Linked DNA regions of Gossypium arboreum: region 2 is linked to region 1. A link is a contact called in public Hi-C data. All regions are on one chromosome and are shown on one strand. Each heading gives the region's core, a stretch centred on a gene start, on an enhancer-like site or on the middle of the called end of the contact. The rest is flanking DNA. Distances are from core to core; before and after follow the strand shown.

Evidence for each region. Hi-C and Micro-C count contacts between places; a contact is called where the count stands out from the background.
Region 2: a Hi-C map of leaf shows a contact between it and region 1, with 6 times the contacts expected there. The contact joins the promoter of LOC108464866 here to the promoter of LOC108464869 in region 1. A contact is called at or near these places in 3 of 5 Hi-C or Micro-C datasets (all in leaf).

Annotation. Positions count from the first base shown.
Region 1 is chr3:21,960,341-21,965,760 of ASM2569848v2, forward strand. It overlaps LOC108464869 (meiosis-specific protein ASY1), which reads left to right and starts at 2,870. Exons shown (of 22, transcript XM_017765146.2): 1 at 2,870-3,084; 2 at 3,192-3,248; 3 at 3,853-3,949; 4 at 4,045-4,113; 5 at 4,212-4,304; 6 at 4,398-4,524; 7 at 4,634-4,703; 8 at 4,800-4,841; 9 at 5,201-5,329; 10 at 5,411-5,420. The coding sequence starts at 3,082.
Region 2 is chr3:22,192,760-22,198,179 of ASM2569848v2, forward strand. LOC108464866 (REF/SRPP-like protein At1g67360) reads left to right here and starts at 3,260. Exons shown (of 3, transcript XM_017765142.2): 1 at 3,260-3,444; 2 at 3,542-3,775; 3 at 3,998-4,672. The coding sequence starts at 3,427. The coding sequence ends at 4,441.

The DNA of each region.
Region 1 (5,420 bases), core at 1,620-4,119:
TTTTTGTCCACATAGGTAGAGACACGGACGTGTATCTCAGCTGTGTGTGATACACGACTAGGTGACACGGTCATGTGTCCCCTGATACTTCTATAGAAATCAAGTCAGTAGCTTCACAAGGCCTAGCACACGGGCGTGTGGCTTGGCCGTGTGGCACAAGTCAGTATAGCCTCTAGTTTTCACACGGCATAGCACATGGCTTGACATACGGGTGTGTGAGGCCCTTTTGAAGGTTACACGGCCTGGCACACGGGCGTGTGGTCTGGCCGTGTGATCCAAGTTAGTGAGTTACACGGGGTAGGACACGAGCTGGAATAGGACCATGTGTCCCCATTTCAAATGCCTACACGACCTAAGACACGGGCGTGTTACTTGGCCATGTGAGACACACGGCTTGGCCACATGAGTGTGTGTCCCCTGCACTTTGAAAATTTTCCTTACTTTCTTAAAATTTCTTAAGTACTTTGTTTAGTCTCGAACCCCTTTTCAATGACTATTTAAGGTCTCGAGGGCTCGTATTAGGGACTATATGGATGAATTTGAATGGCTTTTGTTTGATATGAGAAATGAATATAAAATGTATAATTGTTTGAGTTTAAGTCTGGTAATGCTCTGTAACCCTGTTCCAGCGTCAGATATGGGTTAGGGGTGTTACACTTACACCATGTTTAATGTTTCCTATACTATCAACCATTTTCAAATCTTAGCTCAGATCAGTTCTCTACTCTCTTTCTTTCTTAGCTCAAATCATTTGCCCTTATCTCCATTTCACTTAAAAAAGACTACAAATGTTTTGATCTACCTCCTTTATTAGCATTATGGATGACTTTTCTGTTTTATCTTAATTGCCTGAAATAGTTGTCTCATGTTCAAATATATATAATATATTCTTGTCTTGCTCTATATGGTCCCTAATATATTTATATTCTTCATATATATAATTAGTTTCCTTTTTAATTGATTTGCAGAGCGATGGTGGGAGAAATAGGCAGTAAAAATTCGGTTTTGAAAACAATTCATCAATAGTTCAAGTGAGCCTTAATGTGAGCTAAGAAACAACTCAACATTTCTTACAGATGTTGGAAATCGACACCATTATCATCCCTCAATGGATTTGTACCAATTTTAATGCTGGTCATGGAGTGTGATCAACAAATTCATGTTTCTACCATTTTTGGGTGTATAAGTTTGAACTTGTATTGTAATAAAAATGTAATCTATGGAGTAAAATGGTTCAAGAATTGGCCTTTGTCAAATTTGAATATAAAAAAGTAATGAAATATTGTGTAATTTTATCCTTTTACACTTTTGTTTTTCTTTGTGACCTTTTCCAACATTATTCTTGTATTTGATTCAATGAAAAAGTGAACAACGACAAGAAATAGAATGATCCAAATTTGAAAAAAAAATAGTCATGTACCTAAAATAATAATAATTATATTAAGAAAGCTATTAAATTATATATTATTTTATTAAATTTTATTAATAATTATGTTAAAATATGATTAAATTATTTATTATGATTTTTATTAATTTATATTTTAATAATAATTATATTAAGAATATTATTAAATTATATATTATTTTATTAAATTATATTTAATAATAATTGTGTTAAAATATGATTAAATTGTTTACTTTTTATTAAATTATATTTAATAATAATCTTATTAAAATTTAATAACAATAACAATAATCATTTACCTAAAAAATTCTACTAAATGTATTTCGGTCATTTAAATATTTTTCCTTATACTATTACAATATCTATTCCATTCCAACCAAATATAAAAATATTATTTACACTCTATTCAATTCCATTGAACCAAATAATTAAATTATGATGACAGATTCGTTCTATTACAACTTTATTCCATTACATTTCTATTCCATTATACCCTTATTCTATTCACCCCAACCAAACGTAGAGTTAATGTATTGAATTTATGTACTATATATAACTTTTATTTATGTAATGCATGATATATATACGACAATAATTTATGGTCATAAATTCTTTCTTTAGGATAATAAGGATGATAATTATATATATTTTTATGAATTTCTTGAGGTTAACATTATTTTATTTATACACTTATGCATTGCATAACCTTGTGTTTATCCTTATGTATTATTTTATAACATTGTTTGTGTATTATCTTATGCATCTTTATGTACATTCCTGCATTACTTTTGTATCTTATCATGTGTATTATTTTTATATATTATTTTATAACATTTATGCATAATTTTGACAAAAAAACACTTATTATTTATGTAATAAAAAATTGTAATTGACTAAAATTTAATAAAAAATTTAACGGTACTACTAATTATTAAAATTTATATTACCATTCTAATTAGAATAAAATATTCAAATTAACTAATGATATTATAAAAGTTGATGTACTAAATTATATTAAAATTAAAATATATAAATTAAATCTCAATTTGAGTGAAATATAATCATAAATTGAAATTTAATTATTTTATAATTTTAAAAATAGAGAAATTAGAATTAGAATTTACTCGCTTGTTAAAAAAAAAAAAGGATAAACAATGGATTAAGCCTTCATTTTATTTGAAAATGGAAAATGGAGGTTCATGAGCAAGCTCGCGACGGTGCTCAGCGGACGTCTAGTTTTCATGTAACTGTCTCTCATTGGCAGAGTGGGTACGGTGCTTCAACGGACTCCAAGTCCCGGCAACCAGTGCTTAGTTGATGATGTATTGGCCAAGCTGAAGCTGCCACGTCAGCATTCCAAGACCAAAACGCCCTTAATGTTCATGTAAAATAACAATTTCATCCCTCATCACCACACTTTACAGTTCAAACACACCATCTGCATTTTTAATTTAGCCGTGCTTAAAATTTAAATTTCATGTACCGACCTTCTATAAATAGCGACTCCCTAACTCTCCAAGCTCATTTCTCTCCCGCCATTACTTACTTTCTCTCTCTCTCTCTCTAATTTGATTCAAATTTCCAAGCCAAACACTCTAGTTTTCTCTGAAAATTTCTCTTTATCCTCGCTTTCTGCCATTTGAGTTCTTAGCTCTCTCAATCAAAATTCTACAACAATGGTGGGCTTTAAAATCAAAGCATTTCCTATCCATAATCACGATTTCACGTTTTCTTTGTATTTCTCTACTCCAATCTCGTTATAACTTGTACCGCTTTATCTTGTCAGGTTGTTGCGCAGAAGGTTAAAGAAGCGGAGATCACCGAGCAAGATTCTCTCCTTCTGGTAAAACATTTCCACTATCCAGTTCTAGCTCGTTTCTTTGATTCCCCTGGCATTGATTTGATGTCTCAACACAGCGTTAAGTTTGCTTGTTTGCTGTTCTATACTTAGTCGCTACATAAATTTTTGCTCTGTTTTTCTCCTGTTTGATCGTAATATAGTTCCTTCTTTTATCTTCAAAAATTTGAGTGCATCGATAAACTCAATCTGATAAATGCAACGTAGGCAGAAACCAAAATCTCTGTTCTCGTTTTTTGCTGAAATTTAACTTCTCTAGGAAACTTGGATATTAAAGGCTTTTTATGTACCAATAGTCTGCAGATCTGAACATTTTAATTTTGCTTTGTCGCTTCGATGAAAATTTTTCTCATAGCTGGTAATGCCTGCCGTTAAATTTTTTTTCAGTACTGATTCCTTATAGTTCATCGCAACTTCGCGAGAAAATTGCTCTGTTTTTCTGTTTCTCTCGTGAATTTTGCTGCACAATGGATCCGAGTTTCTTATTTTTATTATCATAGTTAGACCTAGAAGCTTTTGGAATTGAAGCTTTGATTATAAATATATTTAACTTGATCTCATCTTTGTGTATTGATTTTTCTCCTGACAGACGAGGAACTTGCTTCGTATTGCTATTTTCAATATTAGCTATATCAGAGGCCTTTTTCCAGAAAATTATTTCAACGATAAATCCGTCCCTGCTTTAGGTAAGCTTCATCTTCTAAGACTTTCACAAATTTCATTTTAAAATTTCCAAAACCTCTTTGGCTAATTTCTTCAAAATCGTAACAATTATCATTAGAGATGAAGATCAAGAAGCTGATGCCGTTGGATGCAGAGTCTCGTAGACTGATTGATTGGATGGAGAAAGGCAAGTTGTTTTCCATTGATTCTTCACTTCTTTTTCCTGTTTTCATCGTTGTCGCATCCTTGAATTTAATTATTCGATCATTTATCTCTTCTTCCCAGGTGTCTATGATGCATTGCAGAAAAAGTACCTGAAAACACTATTGTTCTGCATATGCGAATCAATAGATGGAGCAATGATTGAGGAATATTCCTGTAAAATTTCCGAGTCACCGTTTTTCTAACCGTATTCAAAGTTTAGTGGTTCGATTCTTGATTTAATAAATTGAGTATCCCTTCTCAATGCAGTCTCTTTTAGCTATTCCAATTCTGATACCCAAGAGGTTTCGATGAATATTAATCGCACTGGAAGCAAAAGGCATGGCAGAGCATTCATCTGCAACTCCACCACTGAAGTTACTCCCAATCAAATGAGGTGATAAAAATTCGATTCATTCAACCCAGTATAATCTTGAATTTTCTACCAATTGTTGTTTAAAGATGCAATTTTAAGTTAAAACTTCCATAACAACGTAAAATTTCAGGAGTTCTGCTTGTAAAATGGTCCGTACTCTGGTTCAATTGATGAGAACTCTCGATAAGATGCCTGAAGAGGTAAATTTTAGCAAATAAGCTTTCTAAATATTTCTTTTACATACAGCTGTATTGGTATTATTAATTGTGATATCTTTATTCTATCTTCTGTTTCAGCGTACTATACTAATGAAACTCCTCTACTATGATGATGTGACGGTACGCCTTTCTTATTTTCCCCGTGAAGACTTTGCTTACCATCTACCTCAATTCTGGGGCTAATTTAGTTTAAAATTTCCCAAATGTTCAATAAAATATGGGAAATTATTTGTGAATTCTTGTTGTCTATATAAGTGGATTGGGTATTTGGTTGTTGAGCATATGTTCACTTCTCCGGGTAATAGTCGTAAAATTGGCCAGCTGTCGCATGCTTGCAATGCATATTGAACTGAAGCAACTCGTTGCTTGTTTGTCTATGTGCTGATTTTCCAGTTTTCGGGTAACTGTTTTGTCAAAGTTTTTTAGATTTAACTTCAAAATATGGTATTATGGTAACGCGCTAATTTCATCAAGTACAGCCAATGGACTATGAGCCTCCATTCTTTAGAGGCTGTACGGAAGACGAAGCTCACAATTCATGGACCAAAAATCCTTTAAGGATGGAAGTTGGAAATGTCAACAGCAAGCACTTTGTGTTAGCTCTCAAGGTAACTTTTTCAAGGCTTGCGGGGATCGCATTTGTTGTTCGTATATTAATCAAAGTTTTCGTTAACGGTAACTTTGTACAGGTGAAAAGTG
Region 2 (5,420 bases), core at 2,010-4,509, 230 kb after region 1:
AAATTAATTATTTGGCTATTAATTCAATCCAATCAGCAAACTAAATCATAAAATATATCACAAAAATTAATATTTTTAATTAAGTTTTTGAGTTTAGGGCTCGCACCTTATTTTACTCTTTTTCATAGCACACTAGCAAATCTTCTGATTTCCTTAATAAACCTTAAAACGAACATTGTTTTGATGCAAATCGTAGGCACGAATGTCTTTCGGCTTTACGGTTATTTAGAACAAGCTTTACCAAGAAAATGATCATCACAGAGCAACTCTTATTCAGATCAACCTCTACATTGAGAACAACTCACGTTTGGAACAAGTCAAAATAACTATTATTCAAGAATAACTCCCATTCAAAAACAACTATTGTCTTATGTTTCAAAAGATGTTTTGCGAAACATGTTTCACATGATACCGTTTCACCAAAGTAGAAGGAGTAGAAGTAACCCCAGAATACGACAAAGTTGTTGGGTTGTCTTTATTATTAAGATTTTCCCCTTTTAACCTTTTTTCTGTAACATTGAGTGTTTTTCCCTTCTATATTCATCATCACCATTGCCAACAAAACCTTTCACCATACTCTTAATAATTAATGTCGTTGTAACTGAAAATTAATTACATTCCTCATATTAATTACCTAGATCTGTAATTTGCGTTTCCTAAAATCTATAAATAGGATTCACAACTAGTAAAAGGAGTATTAGTCTTTTGGAATTATGACTCTCAAAACTCTTTCTTCTCTACTTGTCATTCACATTTTCCGTTTTTCATCTTAGCAACCATCACTTACCACTTTGCTCAATGTTATCGGATCTGTTGTAATTTTTCTCTCCATTTTTTTTCTGATACATCCCATTAACCCTCTACAAGTTGCATCTTCAATTTTCGTAGTGATTAGTGTTAAGACGTTGATTTTTGTTTTCCTCTATTGTGTTTTGCACCTACAACTCTAGTATGCTAGTTTTTATCTCAGTTCTAAGACGGTTGTAAGATTCTCCACAGAAAACTGTGAATTAGATAATTCAATAATGAGGGCAGCACACGTGGCTTGTGAATCCAAAACTACCTTTTCAAGCGAAGCCATGGTGGAGCGCATGTCTTCATTAATCCTCTCGGTTGCGTCAACGTGTTTCTTTGTTCATTAGTCTATTTCAGTGTTTTGTTATTCATGTCTGCTTGCTCCAACAATTTCAATTGGTGTTCGGTCATTGCTTTGTTTGAATATGCAGACATTGAGACCACACATTGTTTGTTCAATTTTGTGATAATGTCCTTGATGTTTTTCTTGATGCTGCAAGAAGAGTTAAATCTTATTACGATTATATTAATATTAATTTGGGGTATAATTATAAACTTTACTTTCATGGAAAACAAGTACATGATAGTACCCTTGGTAGGTATTGATGCTGAAATTTATATGATATTAACTTTAGCCATTTGAGGAAGTGAAGAGCAAATTACAAGAGTGGTTATGAAATAGGATCCTGGTTGAAAATTGTTAGCTTCTACCATAAATGGTTGCCTGGTTTACATGTAGGTGTCGTTAGCCAATTGGTAGACAAAGAAATTATGGAGCTTTCTTGATGGACAACCTTCCTCTTGTGAAATCTTTTAGTGGAAAAGTTGGCTTTGAATCTCAACGTGTCGGTTTCTTGCAAAATCAGAGTGTTCCCATATTCACATGATACAATCAAATATGCTAGTGGATGTATTGTTGGTTGCTCTCTTTTAGCTATCCATGGTGGAACAAAGGATGGGAAGAAGTTCCAAGGTGATTGGAATGCCATTAAAGCTGTTAAAAATGCACTTAAAATGCCAGTTTTTGCCTGTCTCTTTGTACTAATCCCGCTGTTAGTTATATGTTTCCATGAGTTATATGTGTTGTGTAAGTGGTTGTAGTGTTTAGTACAGAGTTTGCAATTTTTCAGTCTTGTTCTATTTTATTTTGTCACTCAACATGAGCTACTCAGATGATATAGCAGAGTGTATCTCAATTTTTTTACTTCTGCATGTAATAAAATGCCTCACATTTTGGAAATGTTTTACCTTCTACTTATTAATAATTTTATGATTGTTTGGAAAATGAAATTTGTGTTTGTGTTTGGTCATTGCTCAATAATTTGGAGCATGTTTTAACTAAAATATATACATATGGTTGTTTATGTAAATTAATTTGTATTTAACCATAAATAATTATTATTTAATTCAAAAATAAATAAAATTATGTTAGAAAGAATTTTTTGAACGAGTATTCTTTGATGTTCAAAGCTTAGATTTTGTAAAAATTTTGTTAAAGCAAAATCACCCGAACATAAAAAAAAATTTATAAGTTCATTTTTGAGAAATTATATTTTAAGTAATTTTTCATGTAATAGCACACCCTGATTATTAATATATCGTGGATTAACCACTAATATAATAATAAAAGAATATATTGATATTAAATCTGTAGTTCACATCCCAATCCAAAACACTAAACAACTCTGATTCTTCTCCTATATATATTAATATGTTCAATTTTATATAAAATATAGAAAACACAACCTAATACAACTTATAAAATTATAATATTTTTGTAAAAAAAATCTAATAATTAAATCTTAACGACTCAACACTTGCTTCCCTCCTATCACAATTATGAGTTCCAAAAGTAAAATGAGACACAAAAGCCGTTGAATTATTTAAAGTTATTGTGTTATTAAATTTTTTTAAAAGTTTAATTAGTGAATTTTAAGTGACACTTCAATGATCAATAAAGTAGATTAATATTTATTAATAAGTATAATAACATATCTTATATTTAAGTTAATTTGATAATTAATATCAAAATTAAAGGACAATATTTTTGAATGTTAGTTTGAAATTTATAACATTCAACATTATTTTTTAAAAAAATTAAACTGTAAAAAAAAGAGTAAGAAAATCTTTTAATTTGTGCAAGTAATACAAACGAAAAAAGTTATACAATAATAATTTTAATCATTCAATAGTTTAAATAAAATTTTTAAATTATTTTAAAATTTTTAAAATTAAATAATTAAAATATAATTTACAAATAATTTAATAATATTCAGCGCAATTAGATAGAATAAAAATTGGTGTGGGAATGGGTGGACCTCACAACAGACCGCCCAAGAATAAGAAAATGGTTCCCTTAGATATTATTGCATCTCCACCAAGTAAGATCCTTCCACGTGTCCTTCTAGAATCCTCTATTTGCACCCAGAAAAGTAAAGAAAGATGAAATTGGAAAACCGCCCGCTCTGGCATTGTGATATCCTTAGATCCGATATAAACCGTTGGATCTCATCTAACATCCCATATGAATTCATCTATAAAATAAATAAAATTGCACTTGTTTTACACCGTAGATTACGATCGTTTATTTTCTCTCAAAAAAGTGAAGCAAAGGATACTTGCATCAAACAGATGGCAACCATGGAGAAGGTATTTTGATCTCTTCTTTCTTCTTCTCCTCCTTTCTCCCTTATTTTAAAATTTAAGCTTAGAGCTTTTTTGTTTGTGATTTGATTTAAAATGTTAGGGGTTAGAGTTTGAGAACAAGAATTTAGGCCTCAAGCACCTAAACTTCGTCAGGGTGGCTACAATCCACGCCTTGGTTTGCGTCTCGAACCTTTACGATTACTCTAAACAGAACTCGGGGCCGTTGAGATCCACCGTTGACGCCGTCGAGCATGCCGTTACCACTGCCGTCGGTCCCGCCTACGGGAAATTTAAGGATGTTCCTGATCATTTTCTTGGATTTCTTGATAACAAGGTATTCGCCCATTAAGAAAAAATCACTGTTTGGAACTTTTGATCAGAAGTTTCTGTTGATTAGTTCTTTCTCGTCTTTAAGTTTAGCAAGTAATTTTAGTATTTTGAAATTCATCGGAAGAGTAAGGATTAAATCTAATATTTTAAAAATGGGGAAAGTTCAGTTTAGCGTGAACCAATTTATTCCTAACTTTATTATCGTATTTGATTAAAATAACCGTAGGTAGATGAGGTTTCACACAAATTTGACGAGCATGCTCCAGCACCAGCCAAGCAAGTGGTTAACCTGGCCCACGATTTGGTCCAAAAGGCAACCCAAAAGGCTCAGAAACTAGTAGAGGAGGCTCGAACCAATGGAGCACGAGGGGCTTTGCACTACGCTGCAGCTGAGTACAAGAACTTGGTGTTGGTAAGCTCGACCAAGTTGTGGGTTAAACTGAACAGCAACTTGACTTTCAACTCAGTGACAGAAAAGGTTGTTCCCAAAGCAGCTAATTTGTGTGAGAAATACAACAGTTGGTTAAAGGAGAAGAGCGGAAAAGGTTATCCTGTGGTTGGGTATTTACCATCGATTCCCGTTGATGCCTTTGGGAAGGCTGTTAAGGAAGCTGAAGGAAAAGAGAAAGCAAATGCGGATGATCATAAATCTGAATCAGATTCAGATTAGGTGTTTGGTTTCTGAGTGTGTTAGTAGAGAGGCAATGTGATGCTTTGCCATTGTAAATTGGCTACATGTCGAATCTAATATGACTTGGTTCGTTTAGATGTCTGACATGTTTGCTCTCTGAATTTGTGGCTGATTTTATGATATGCCCTTTTCAACTTTCAATCTTCCAGCTTGTATTAGATTATGAGTACATACGATTAAAAAGTTATTTATTTTTAATTTAAAATTAAATTAGGCATTTTTTAAATAATAAAGGTTTACCTATTGGTGAAAAAATAAAGGTTAAAATCTGTTTTAGTCCTTGCATTTACATAAAATTTGAGTTTTAGCTTTTGTATTTTTAGAAATTAAAAATTCAATTCAATCATCACTGACATTAGGTAATTTTTAAAAATTTTGTTAAATCATATTTTGATAATTTCTGATGAAAAATTAAAAATGTTAATACATAAATAAAATTATTTTCAAAATAGAAAATATGGTTTTTAGCTATTTTTCTATCAATTCAGTTAGTGAATTTAAGATAATTATTTTATACTTTAGGGTTAATGTAAATTAAATAATATAAATTAAATAAAACAAATAGTTAAAAGACATGAATTTAATTAATTTTAAATAATTTACCAGTTAATTGAATTTTTAAGTTCTATTACTAAAATCTCAACCGTGACAATCAAGTTTGATTTTTGCTTGAGAAATAAGTATATATTAAACTTAATTGTTCAATTTTTTTCTGTCTAATAAAGTTCTAAACTTGGTTTTGTTGGAAGTCAGTTCACTTTGTGCTGCTCCCTAGTCTTCGTGCTATTCCCTTCTGGCCATGGATTTTACCACTTCTTTTAACTAAGTGACACCAAAATATGGATTAACCAATTAAATCAAAATAAAATAAGTTTGATTTTATTTATTTAGAATCCTTTTATTTCCGAATTTCAAACCTAAATCTTTCTTTGATTATTCAATTTTTTTAATCGATTTT